Linked DNA regions of Arabidopsis thaliana: region 2 is linked to region 1. A link is a contact called in public capture Hi-C data. All regions are on one chromosome and are shown on one strand. Each heading gives the region's core, a stretch centred on a gene start, on an enhancer-like site or on the middle of the called end of the contact. The rest is flanking DNA. Distances are from core to core; before and after follow the strand shown. Region 1 holds the start of AT5G49760 (Leucine-rich repeat protein kinase family protein). Region 2 holds the start of AT5G49870 (Mannose-binding lectin superfamily protein).

What was found. Capture Hi-C pulls out chosen DNA fragments and counts their contacts.
Region 2: a contact with region 1 is called in a capture Hi-C map of shoot, with 4 times the contacts expected there. The contact joins the promoter of AT5G49870 here to the promoter of AT5G49760 in region 1. A contact is called at or near these places in 2 of 26 Hi-C or Micro-C datasets (rosette leaf and shoot) and 1 of 3 other capture datasets (shoot).

Annotation. Positions count from the first base shown.
Region 1 is chr5:20,213,113-20,218,382 of TAIR10.1, forward strand. AT5G49760 (Leucine-rich repeat protein kinase family protein) reads left to right here and starts at 3,220. Exons shown (of 19, transcript NM_124354.3): 1 at 3,220-3,654; 2 at 3,734-3,854; 3 at 3,930-4,001; 4 at 4,086-4,160; 5 at 4,254-4,325; 6 at 4,412-4,576; 7 at 4,671-4,745; 8 at 4,841-4,912; 9 at 4,992-5,063; 10 at 5,151-5,219. The coding sequence starts at 3,567. AT5G49750 (Leucine-rich repeat (LRR) family protein) reads left to right here. Exons shown (of 14, transcript NM_124353.2): 12 at 93-164; 13 at 260-394; 14 at 475-622. The coding sequence ends at 622. It overlaps AT5G07455 (a long non-coding RNA gene), which reads right to left and starts at 1,840. Exons shown (of 1, transcript NR_143004.1): 1 at 1,211-1,840.
Region 2 is chr5:20,269,207-20,275,043 of TAIR10.1, forward strand. It overlaps AT5G49870 (Mannose-binding lectin superfamily protein), which reads right to left and starts at 3,689. Exons shown (of 6, transcript NM_001344861.1): 1 at 3,645-3,689; 2 at 3,139-3,358; 3 at 2,580-3,023; 4 at 2,033-2,473; 5 at 1,499-1,957; 6 at 895-1,398. The coding sequence starts at 3,342. The coding sequence ends at 1,141.

The DNA.
Region 1 (5,270 bases), core at 1,970-4,469:
TGAACCTCTCTGATCTCAGTCTCCCTCACTCTCTCTCTAAATATATATGGATGTGCATTCTTACAAAGAAGAAATGGTCTTCTACTTGGCAGAAGGATGGAAGGGATCCAACTCATAGGTCCAGTGCCGATTTCCTTCTTCAGTCTTATTCGATTGCAATCTGTGTGAGTAAAAACAGTATTACATGAAACTTTGACTGGAATTAATCGACTTGTGAAATTTTTACTGATTGAGATGCCTCACTTTTTTACTTACGCAGTAACCTTAAGCGGAATTGGATAAACGGAACCTTGGACTTTGGTACCAACTATAGCAAACAGTTGGAGTTAGTTAGTTTAAGATACAATAACATAACTGGTTATAAACAAGCAGCTAATGAACACATCAAAGTAATGTATGTATATTTGTCACAAATCATGCAATATGACTTCTTTGTTCGATCTATTGGTTATCTGTGTTGCTGTATATCTACAGATTGGCAAATAATCCAGTGTGTGGGGAGGTAGGGAACAAGCCGAGTTTCTGCTCAGCAATCAAACACAGTTCATCATTTTCTACCCTCCAAACAATCAAAGATCTATTTAAGAAGTTTATTTATAATGTGGACTCTGTGGCCGTTTAGAAACATAAGAGAAAACGCAAGTTGATGAGGGAGCAGAAGCTCAAATGTATGATATTTTCATTGACCAGATGAAGGATGGACAAATGGATGAAATCAGGCTAAACATAAGAAAGAGAGCTCAGGACATCCAAATATTATCACTAGAAATAATTTATTATGTTGTAAATGTAAATCATGTTTAAATATTTATCATGCATGTTGAAGGTTGTTTTCGGGTTTTCCTTATGTGTGTTGGGTTGTTTTTCTTGTTTTTATTTTAATTGAATTTCCTCTGTATATAGTGGCTCATTTTCTTAACATGAAATAAAAAAAATGTGTTCATGAAATTAGAATATTTTGTGATCCTTCTTACGCTGTTTAGCTAATTTTCTTTATCCTTTTGGTTTGGAAGTGTCAAATGGTGATGCATTTCGAGTTTGTGAGGGTATATTTGATTGCCGTGTTTGCCAAGGTACATCATAAGGAAAACACGGCTATGGGATCGACCTTCCGAATCTCTTTGCCAAGGTACTCAAATACATCACCATTTGACCATGGTGGTGGACGCCATGGGATCGACCTTCCAAATCTCTTTCATTTGTTCCTCTTAAGTCTTAACTCTATTAGCTTTCCATTATGGGTATAGTTCATATTTGTATGCTTTTAAGTTTCTCAAATCTCTTTCATTTGTCAGTTTTTACTTTTTAGGACTGGTTTATTTTGCACCCATTCCAATCGTGGGGTTTTAAGTTTTAACCCGTAAATTATTTTTTTGTTTATTTTGTATTTTTGATACGAAAGCCCATAAATTGTGAAGTAAAAAGGCCCAATAGGCCCATAAAATTGGGAGAAGAGACGATCATCGGACAAACCGAGAAAGTGAAACAACAAAGAAGAAACCTGACTCTTCAGAAACTATTCAGGCGAGAGAGAGAGAGAGAAACAATTTTGGACAAGAACAGAAACGATGTACGTTTTCTGTGATCTCAATATTAGATATAGTATTCCAGTTAATCGGAAACAAAGAAGCAACAATTTGCAAATCACGGAGGTTGAACCACTGGAGGAGTTGGATTCAGTCTGGAAGGAAATCCAAGTTAACCAACAACACTTTTAGATAATCGGAACACTATATTCAATGACTATTTTGATTCCAGAGACTGTTTTGCAACCCAAACAGATCCTGATCTCAAGAATAGCTACCAGAGTAGCTATGAAGGCAGCCGTGTATGATGTATCAAGTTCTTCACATCTTCAGGTTCAAAGCTAGTAAACCATTTGAGAATCCATCCCTGGCAACATTCTTTCCTTTCTAAGACATTGAATTTGATGAGCTTTATACATCTTAGGTAATGTTACTGTTGCACCAGAACTTTGTGATTCCGGCAATACCATAATTTAGGAGTTGTAATTAATCTTCCTTGAGATATTATGCTTGTAAAACACATGTTTAATAAGTTATTCAAGACTTTTCCACAAGTCTTGTTGAACGTTTTTGAAGTTGTTGAGAGATATCATAGAAAATTCCAAAAATAATGAATCGCTAGATCAATCTATATCCAAACTGATTATTAAGACCCAGTCAATACACAAATTGCTATTCTAGCAAATGTAAGTGGTGAGGTGCACCTTAGGCTTCAAATGGCCACGGCGGACTGACAAAACCATTTGCGGGATTGGATCTCTTGTTGTTTACCATTCATAAACTGTAGTCTGTGGACCGAAAAAAAAAAAAATCGCCGTAGACAAACTAGCTACTGATTTTACATACTGTAGAAATAAATTTGGTATGGAGCTGACAACATGGTTTAGTCCGCTCCGCCCGTAACATCCATTCAAAGCCTTAACATATAACGTAGTTAACGCGTAGAGTATTTGAGTGTATATATGTATCCCCTAAACACACGTAGTTGCACGAGTGTAGCTTGTGGACACTAACAGTTTCAGTCCACTATCAAGTTGATCGACAAAACATTATGTTGACATACATCAATAGCTTGATCCTACCACTACAACATTGCTATGATGTTTCTCCACTTCTTGTTGTTGTTGTTGTCCTTGCTACTTGTACTCTCTTAGTCTCCCCTAGCTTGGTAATAAAGTTCATCAATAGCCAAATTTAAAGGTTTGGTCCTTGTAAGCTTGACACAACACAAATTAGTTACACATCTTCTTCTCATAGCTCACATTTATTTATATATGTTTTGCATACCCACTCGATTATTAAATAATTAGTTTTGAAGTTCTAGTCAATATTTCATCAAATCATCATCATCATCATCATCACTGTTGTTGTAATTAGTATTAGTATATCAAGTTGGAAAATGGCTTGTCCTCATTTTTCCAACGAGGCAACGACCATGACTTTATTCAATCTTGGTTGTTAAAAAAAACATATCACTGCATAGTTGATGACCACAACTATATTCCACAAGTCTCTCTTTCTGAGATCTAACGATTTGGGCAAACAAAATCATATTTTATTCTTTGTTTTTGAAGTTTATAGATATTTTTTTTTGTAATCAATAATGAGTGTATTTAATACAGTAGATAAATAAGGGTCCTACTTTAGTTTCGCATCACGACAACTCATATGTATACTTTAATGTATTGTTTCATAAATTGTTCCTTCCCATTACTCAATTGACATTTCCATTTAACAACTCTTCCCAATTGTGAAACCTTTATATCCCATTATCAGCTGTTTTAAGTTGACCAAGTTTTTTCTTATGGTCCTCTTCCTATTTTCTTCTTTTGATATACTTTTTTTTTTAACTCTATTTGTTCAAAGTCTTCGTCTTCTTTTTGTTAACATTATTGTTTACATGTTTTTGAAAGAGAGATTATAATTTTTATTAAGAGATTCGTCAAACCTTTGTGTAGAGCACATGCTTTTTTCTTAGATTATTTTGAGATAGGATCAGAAAACAGAGGAAGTGATAAGAGGTTCTTTTTGGGTTTGAAGATGAGTTCAAGAACTGGAGCCTCTTTGCTCCTGATCTTGTTTTTCTTCCAAATTTGTTCTGTTTCGGCACTCACGAATGGTTTAGACGGTGAGTGTGTGTGGATATATACATATACAACCATATAGATGATGAACAGAGTTTTTCCTAATCTTGAATATTGGTGCAGCTTCTGCTTTAAATGCTCTGAAGAGTGAATGGACCACTCCTCCTGATGGTTGGGAAGGCTCTGATCCTTGTGGAACCAATTGGGTTGGAATTACATGTCAAAATGACCGCGTCGTTTCAATGTAAGGCTCTGTAAATTGTTGCTGCTTCTTCCAATAATGCTCTGCAGACTTTTAATGTTGTGTTGCTTATTGTAGATCACTAGGTAACCTTGACTTGGAAGGAAAGCTTCCTGCCGATATATCGTTCTTGTCCGAGTTGCGGATCTTGTATGTCTTTCTTTTTCTTTCTATTTTTCCTTTCACATAAAAATGGTTTTTGGTTGTTTTCATCTTATTATCCAATCTTTGTAGGGATTTGTCATACAATCCTAAATTGTCCGGACCGCTTCCACCAAACATCGGTAACCTTGGGAAGTTAAGGAACTTGTAAGGAAACACACTATCATTAAATCTCTAGTACACAACTTATGTATCACTTTGTCTTATCTCTTATTTTATCTAACTCTTTTTACTCTCCAGGATCCTTGTGGGATGTAGTTTCAGTGGTCAAATCCCTGAGTCCATTGGAACTCTAAAAGAACTTATATATCTGTAAGATTCTGTGGATTCATGTTATTATAAACAGTCAATTGCATTCTCTAAAACCATTAGTATTAATTTTTGTTTCCTCAATACAGCTCCCTAAATTTAAATAAATTTAGTGGAACAATTCCGCCTTCAATTGGCCTGTTATCAAAACTATATTGGTTTGATATAGCTGACAATCAGATTGAAGGAGAGCTTCCAGTTTCTAATGGGACTTCTGCACCTGGACTTGACATGCTTCTTCAAACTAAGCATTTGTATATATAATCCCAAATCTTTCACTTCCGTTTATTATAATCACTCCTTCTAATATAGTAATTGATCTGACTCTCCTTTGCTTTTTTCTTGTAGTCATTTTGGAAAAAACAAGCTTTCAGGCAATATCCCAAAAGAACTTTTCAGCTCAAACATGAGTTTAATACATGTGTAAGCTTCATATTACATTATATAGCTGAGAGATTTCATAAGTTGTGAGTAAGTAACTAACAAAGTGACTGCATTGTTCGTTGTTTTATCGATAGCCTCTTCGATGGAAACCAATTCACGGGCGAAATTCCAGAGACCCTCAGTCTCGTTAAAACGTTGACGGTGTTGTAAGTAGTAATATATATAGTTCAAATTTTTTATTTATCCTAACGTCTATAATTCTTATGTGTTTTTTCTTGGTTCTAGACGCCTTGATAGGAACAAACTCATTGGAGATATTCCTTCATATCTTAACAATCTCACAAATCTTAACGAACTGTAAGTGAGCAACTAAAGATTTGTTCTTTTGTTTGTTGAAAATAAATGAAAATGAGGTACAAGAATTTGTAGTTGAATACATTTCAGGTACTTGGCCAACAACAGATTTACTGGTACTCTTCCAAATTTAACCAGCTTGACCAGTCTCTACACATTGTAAGTTTTTTACATTTATCATCACTACCAATCTCAAACCTTCATTCTTTA
Region 2 (5,837 bases), core at 2,439-4,938, 57 kb after region 1:
TCATACATTTTTCTATCAATAAAGCAAACATAACTAATAAATTTCAGTACAAATCCTAAATAACATTAAAACACTTAAATGAAATTTTTTAGTGTTTATATATTTTTCCTCCCAAACATATTACAGCCAATGCGATCAATATTCACTAAAATTATTATTTCTAAATTTGAATTAGCGGAATTACATGTAAAGCAAACCCGTGCGTAGCACGGGATCAACCCTAGTTATGTAATATGAGAATGTTTTTTTCACCATTCCCTTTTCCTTTGCAATGGTCTCATGTCTTATATGTTTCTAGCCTCAACCAAAAAAGATGAAAATGTTCTCTTCTCTCAGCTTATTGTACTATATAGCTCAGAGTATGTAGCCGAGCTAATGTCATGAGAAGTATGAGTAATGTTAGATATATAGGGCATGAATGGTCTCCGTTGTTAAACTTTACTAGTTTCAGTGTTCAGATTCATTAACAAAGAGTTCAATAGTAATTTGTGAGAGTAGATGAATAGTAAGATGCTCTTAAACGTGCTCTTAAACGTGAGTGTGAGGAATGCACTCTACGTTGTATGAGAGTAGATGAATAGTAAGATGCTAATATATCTATTTTGTTCTATTCTAGTGGCCATAGGACCAATTTCTTACGTTCCATTAGATTAGACTAACCACCAGCAGGAGTTGTGATTGTGTTGAGCTTGAGTAGTTCTCTTGACCTACAATGAGTAGTTTATTACTCAGTTGATTTGTCAATTCACTGGATTTAGAAGGAGAGTGAAGAATATCAAAGAGATGCTTGAAGATGTCAAAGCCAACGAGTTTCACACCAGAATATTGTTCCTGAAGCTTCGAAGCAGACAAGTTAAGACCACCTATAATTCATAAAACATGTCTTTCTTTTTCGTGGAATCTCGCTTCTTGAAACAGCCTATTGAATACAGAGAAGTTTGGTGCACAAAAAAAAAAAAGAATACAGAGAAGTCACAACGAGCTTCAGTCCAACTCCATACACTTTATTAAACAGAGGAATCATTCAAAAGTTCACAAGATACAGAGAATCAAAACAGAGGAAATAAAAAAGAAGAGAAACGAATCAAAGTTTTTGAAAACAGAGGAGGATAATGTTCGTTTTAAATCATATAAATATGATCAGGAGTTGGAGATGGGGAGCACGTGGATCCCAAGTTTATGAAGCATGTTACTTGATTTTCCATGGAAACCAACGATCTTGTGACCTTCCTTGTGGAGCACGAAGATTGGGTCATCATCGAGTCCATAACATGGAGAAGTTCGCTTGTTAGTGGTGAACTTGAGCATGATTATAACTTCATATTCTTCACTTCCAGGTACTACATCATAACTGCCTTCCACTGATGTGAGGTATTCAGACGGATAGTCCAAGTCAAACTACAATTTAAAAACAAGATAATCCAAAAGAATAACATCAAAGATCTAATATACAATAAGCTTTGTATAATTGGATAAAGGCTGAAGTAGTAGTAATCACCTCTTCATGTCGAAGTAGGTTCTTGTTCCCATGATGATCTCCCACTACTATCTCATGAACGTCATTTTCATACAGAAACTTGATTGAAACGATACCAACCTCACCAGTCCCAATGTATATCTTTCTAACACCTTGGAAATTACTGCCATCGTCCCAAGGAGCTCCTCCAGCACCACCTTGTGCTTCTAGCTTTTCCGCCGCAGGAGGAAGAGGCATTGGATAATAATATGCACCAAGAGCTGTCATATACCCAGACACAGGGTTATGCCATCCATGAAATCCGACTATAGCACAACCTTTGCTCTCGAGAACAAATTCAACTGAATCATCAAAAGAATAGTCTCCAAATTGTTTAGAGGTTCTCCCTTTTGATGTTTTAAAAATCAATGGCATAACCGAACTAGAACTCATGGTCCCCACCACAGACGTGATAAACTCATTTGGATAGTCAACAACAAACTGTAAAAACAGAATAAGCTAACCATCAACAACATATATGTAGACGAATATATAGTTAGTTATAAGTATTCTGACCTTCTCTTCTTGATGATCATTGTTGTTCAATCCATGGCTACGCTTTACTACTTTGCCAGCGTCTTCATAGTTAATCATGAGACACCTTATACGAAGAGCTGTAAAGAAAACGGACACTTTTCTAATACCCTCAAAAGCACCGTCATCCCAATTCCAAACATTGCTTCCATCAGTAATGCCTTTGCATTCCGACTTTTTTGGAGTAAGCGGTGTGAGATATGCTCCAAGAGAGCTTAGATTCTTCTCGGCATATCCATGAAACCCAACAATCTTCATTCCACTGGCTGTAAGTTTAAATTTCTTACCCGTATTGGATCCCATAAGTTCTGAAGTCTTGATGTTAGTCCTAAATTGAAGTCCCTGAATGACCTCACATTCCTCGTCGCCCTCGTAGTAACCCTCAACAGACACCAGATATTCTTCGTCATGTTTAAACTCAAACTGTAAAACAAAGATTATGTATCATTTAATATTATACTCATGCAATTGGATAAACAAAATTTTAATTAATTACTATTTTTCCGTGACATGTATAATGTATACATACCACGTGTGGGGAACCTCTTCTATAGATAGAACCATGGATTGGCCCATCTGTTAGATTCCCATCCTTGTCAACATACTCTAACTTGATGAATTGTATGCCCTTTTGACCACTACGTACATGTATCTTTGTAAAACCGGCCTGGTTGACTCCATCATCCCACTTTGTCCCTACCTTTCCCCCTACTGCTTTTATTATAGTAGGAGTATCCCAAGTGAAATATGCTCCTAGAGAGCCCACCCTCAAAGCAAAGCTTGATCCATGAAACCCAATGATTTTTTTTCCCTCTACTGCTAGTATAAATTTGGTACACCCATCATGATGATATCCAATCGGTTCAGATATCCGCAAGTTGGTTTTAAATTGAAGTGCTTCAATCCCTGTGTCCTCTGTGTAGTAGCCCTCAACAGATTCAAGATGTTCATATTTTAGATGGTTAATCTCAAACTGCAAAATTTGGTGAAAAAATGATATTACAAAATTTCCCACATGCGAAAAAAGCGAAAAAGGGTTTGACAGAAAGATAAAAAGAGAAAAAAAAAATTCTAATGTCATCTTATACCGTGTGCGTGTAAGTATTATACGATTGACCACGGAAGGGTCCATCCTTTGGTTTTCCACTTTTGACATAGTCGAAACGAATGGACTCTATGCCACTAAGAGAATAATTTACATATATCTTTGTTACATCATCGTGGTCAGATTTGTCATCCCACTTACTGTTGTTGCCTCTCCTGCTCCCTTCCGCTTCCAATCTTTCGGTCATCTCGAACCTGTTGAATCTACACAAATTGGATGCCAATTGTATGTGTTTCTTAGTCAGTAATATATACCCTTATCCAGCCAAGGATCAACACAAGTTCTAAGCTGAACGAAGAAGATCAAGTTTTGTTTTGGTGGAAACAAGAAGCAGATAAAACTAATATCTACCAAGTAACATTTTCTGATATTCGATGCTCTACATTTTTAAGCACATATGCTCATTATACTTTGGCAATAATTTAGATCAGATATTAGAGCTCTGAAACATAGATGTAAATAAAAGAAACATAGATAGAGAGAACTGACCTATGTTAGTTGAGGAGAGAGAGACAGGTGATTGAACTGAGAGGCTATGTTGATCTATAACCAAAAGGATGAAGGTGTTTCTATTTATAGGGTTTTTAGAAAGAAAATAATAAAAAAAACATTCTAAATCGTTTTGCAATTATATTCTCCGCCTAAAAAAAATGCAGAATTATACGAAAGAAGAAAAATTCAGATTCAAGAAAATGTTATGATTATTAAACTAACTAATATTGACAACTAGTTATTCAAAAATGTTAAAATTTAAATCAGTTGAAATCCTTGGTTAGACCTAAAGTTTTCTCATTCGTTACACTTGCACACTACACTTCTACACGATAAGATTGACGCCAACTCATACACAAAGTCTTCCCCACGAATATTGTATTTTGATTATTAATATTGATCCAAATTTATCAATTTTAAGATTTCATCCATAACATAAATTTTAAATGTTAACAATGTAAGTTTCTTATAAAATAATCGATATGTGTTTTCTAAACAATTAAATTTCAAATCATACTTTTTGTTAATATTATCTGTTTTATTTTTGTTTAAGATTGTATAATTATATTTTAATTGTTATTTCTATTATTTCATTCTTAATATACAGTCCCATATTATTATGACTCAAACCAATCAATTCTAGAATTTCACCTGTAGAATAAAGTTAAAATATTTAGAATGTTTAAGCTTCTTATAAAAAAATCAAGGTGCGTTTAAAAAAGTTTAAATTTTAAGTTGTATTTGTTTCGTTAATATTTTTTTTTGTTTAGCGTTTAAGATTGGATAATTATATTTTGATTGTTAATTCTATGATTTCACTTGTAGTATATTGTCCTGTATTTATCACCGACGCAAATCCGTCAATTATAGGATTTTACTCGTAGTATATAGTTTAAATATGAATTTATCATATTTAAACTTCTTATTAATTATTATAAATTCAAATATTTATCATATTCAAACTTTTAAAAAGTTTCAATTCTTTGAAATAAATAACCGGAGTAAACTGGATAATACTTTTAATTTTGGACGTCTTATAAATCAAGTTTCATGTTTATTCGTACTCAGAATCATTTTGGTCCTTATTATAGTATGACTCTGAACCATGGTCTAATTTGTTAAGCAATGTAAGACATTATACACATATTATTTTTTCGTCAATTGAGTAATATATGTCCATTTAAAGAACTTTGAAAAGAATGCAAAATAAATTAAATATAAAATCAAATAAAAGTGAAAGAAAATAATATATTAAGCGATTGCTGCGATGCTTTGTCTCATGTTATATGGACTAAGGTATGTTTAAATTAGGTAGATAGGTTTTAGGAAATACCTAGTTTAGAGATATCTTATATTTGTTTCCGATTTATTTGGTAATTAAATAGTTAATTTTTAATTAATATTTTTGGTAGAAATAGAAACTTTCTAAATTGTTTTTGTTTTTTTAATTAATGTTTTTAAGAATTAATATCGTTTTGTTATAGATTTTCTAATTATAGTTATCGAGGATCTAAACACAATAAAACCGGATCAATGATTGGATACATAAAACTTATTTATGATCCGAATATAATTAAACCAGGTCAAAAATTCGGCCAAATAACACTAAAACATTAGCGACCAAATTTAAAACATTTGTGACCAAAAACTGCTGCAAAAATTTATATAGATTTAAAAGATCCGAGAATATTTAACGATCAAAATTAAAACAGTGTGACCAAAAACTCCTGCAAAAATATATATGTATATTTGTAAAAGACGTCACAAGTAATCGTGATTTAAAACAAGGGAAATAACTTATATACAAAGTCTTCCCGGAAATATCGTTTTCAGAATTTTAAAATTCGATTCAGAATTTTTTTTAAATGGTAGACATTATGCAAATAATGGAAGCTTACTTGCATTTAATTAAGTTAGTCTTTTTTGTCAACGCTTGCATTTATGCCTCACGGCGTTCGTTAAAGAATACTCCAGCATATGCAATTAGACAATTAGCAGCTTCTCATCTATTAGTTTTTTGGACATCTTCATATCTAGGGTATACAATACATCAGGCGCATCCATTGCATTTACTGTGGAAAAAAAAATGAGAGAAATTAATGCCCTTTCGAGTACAATTAGTTTAGTGGGGGAATTTGGAAACATTTTATGGATAAATAAAATATTATGATATAGATGAAATACTTATTT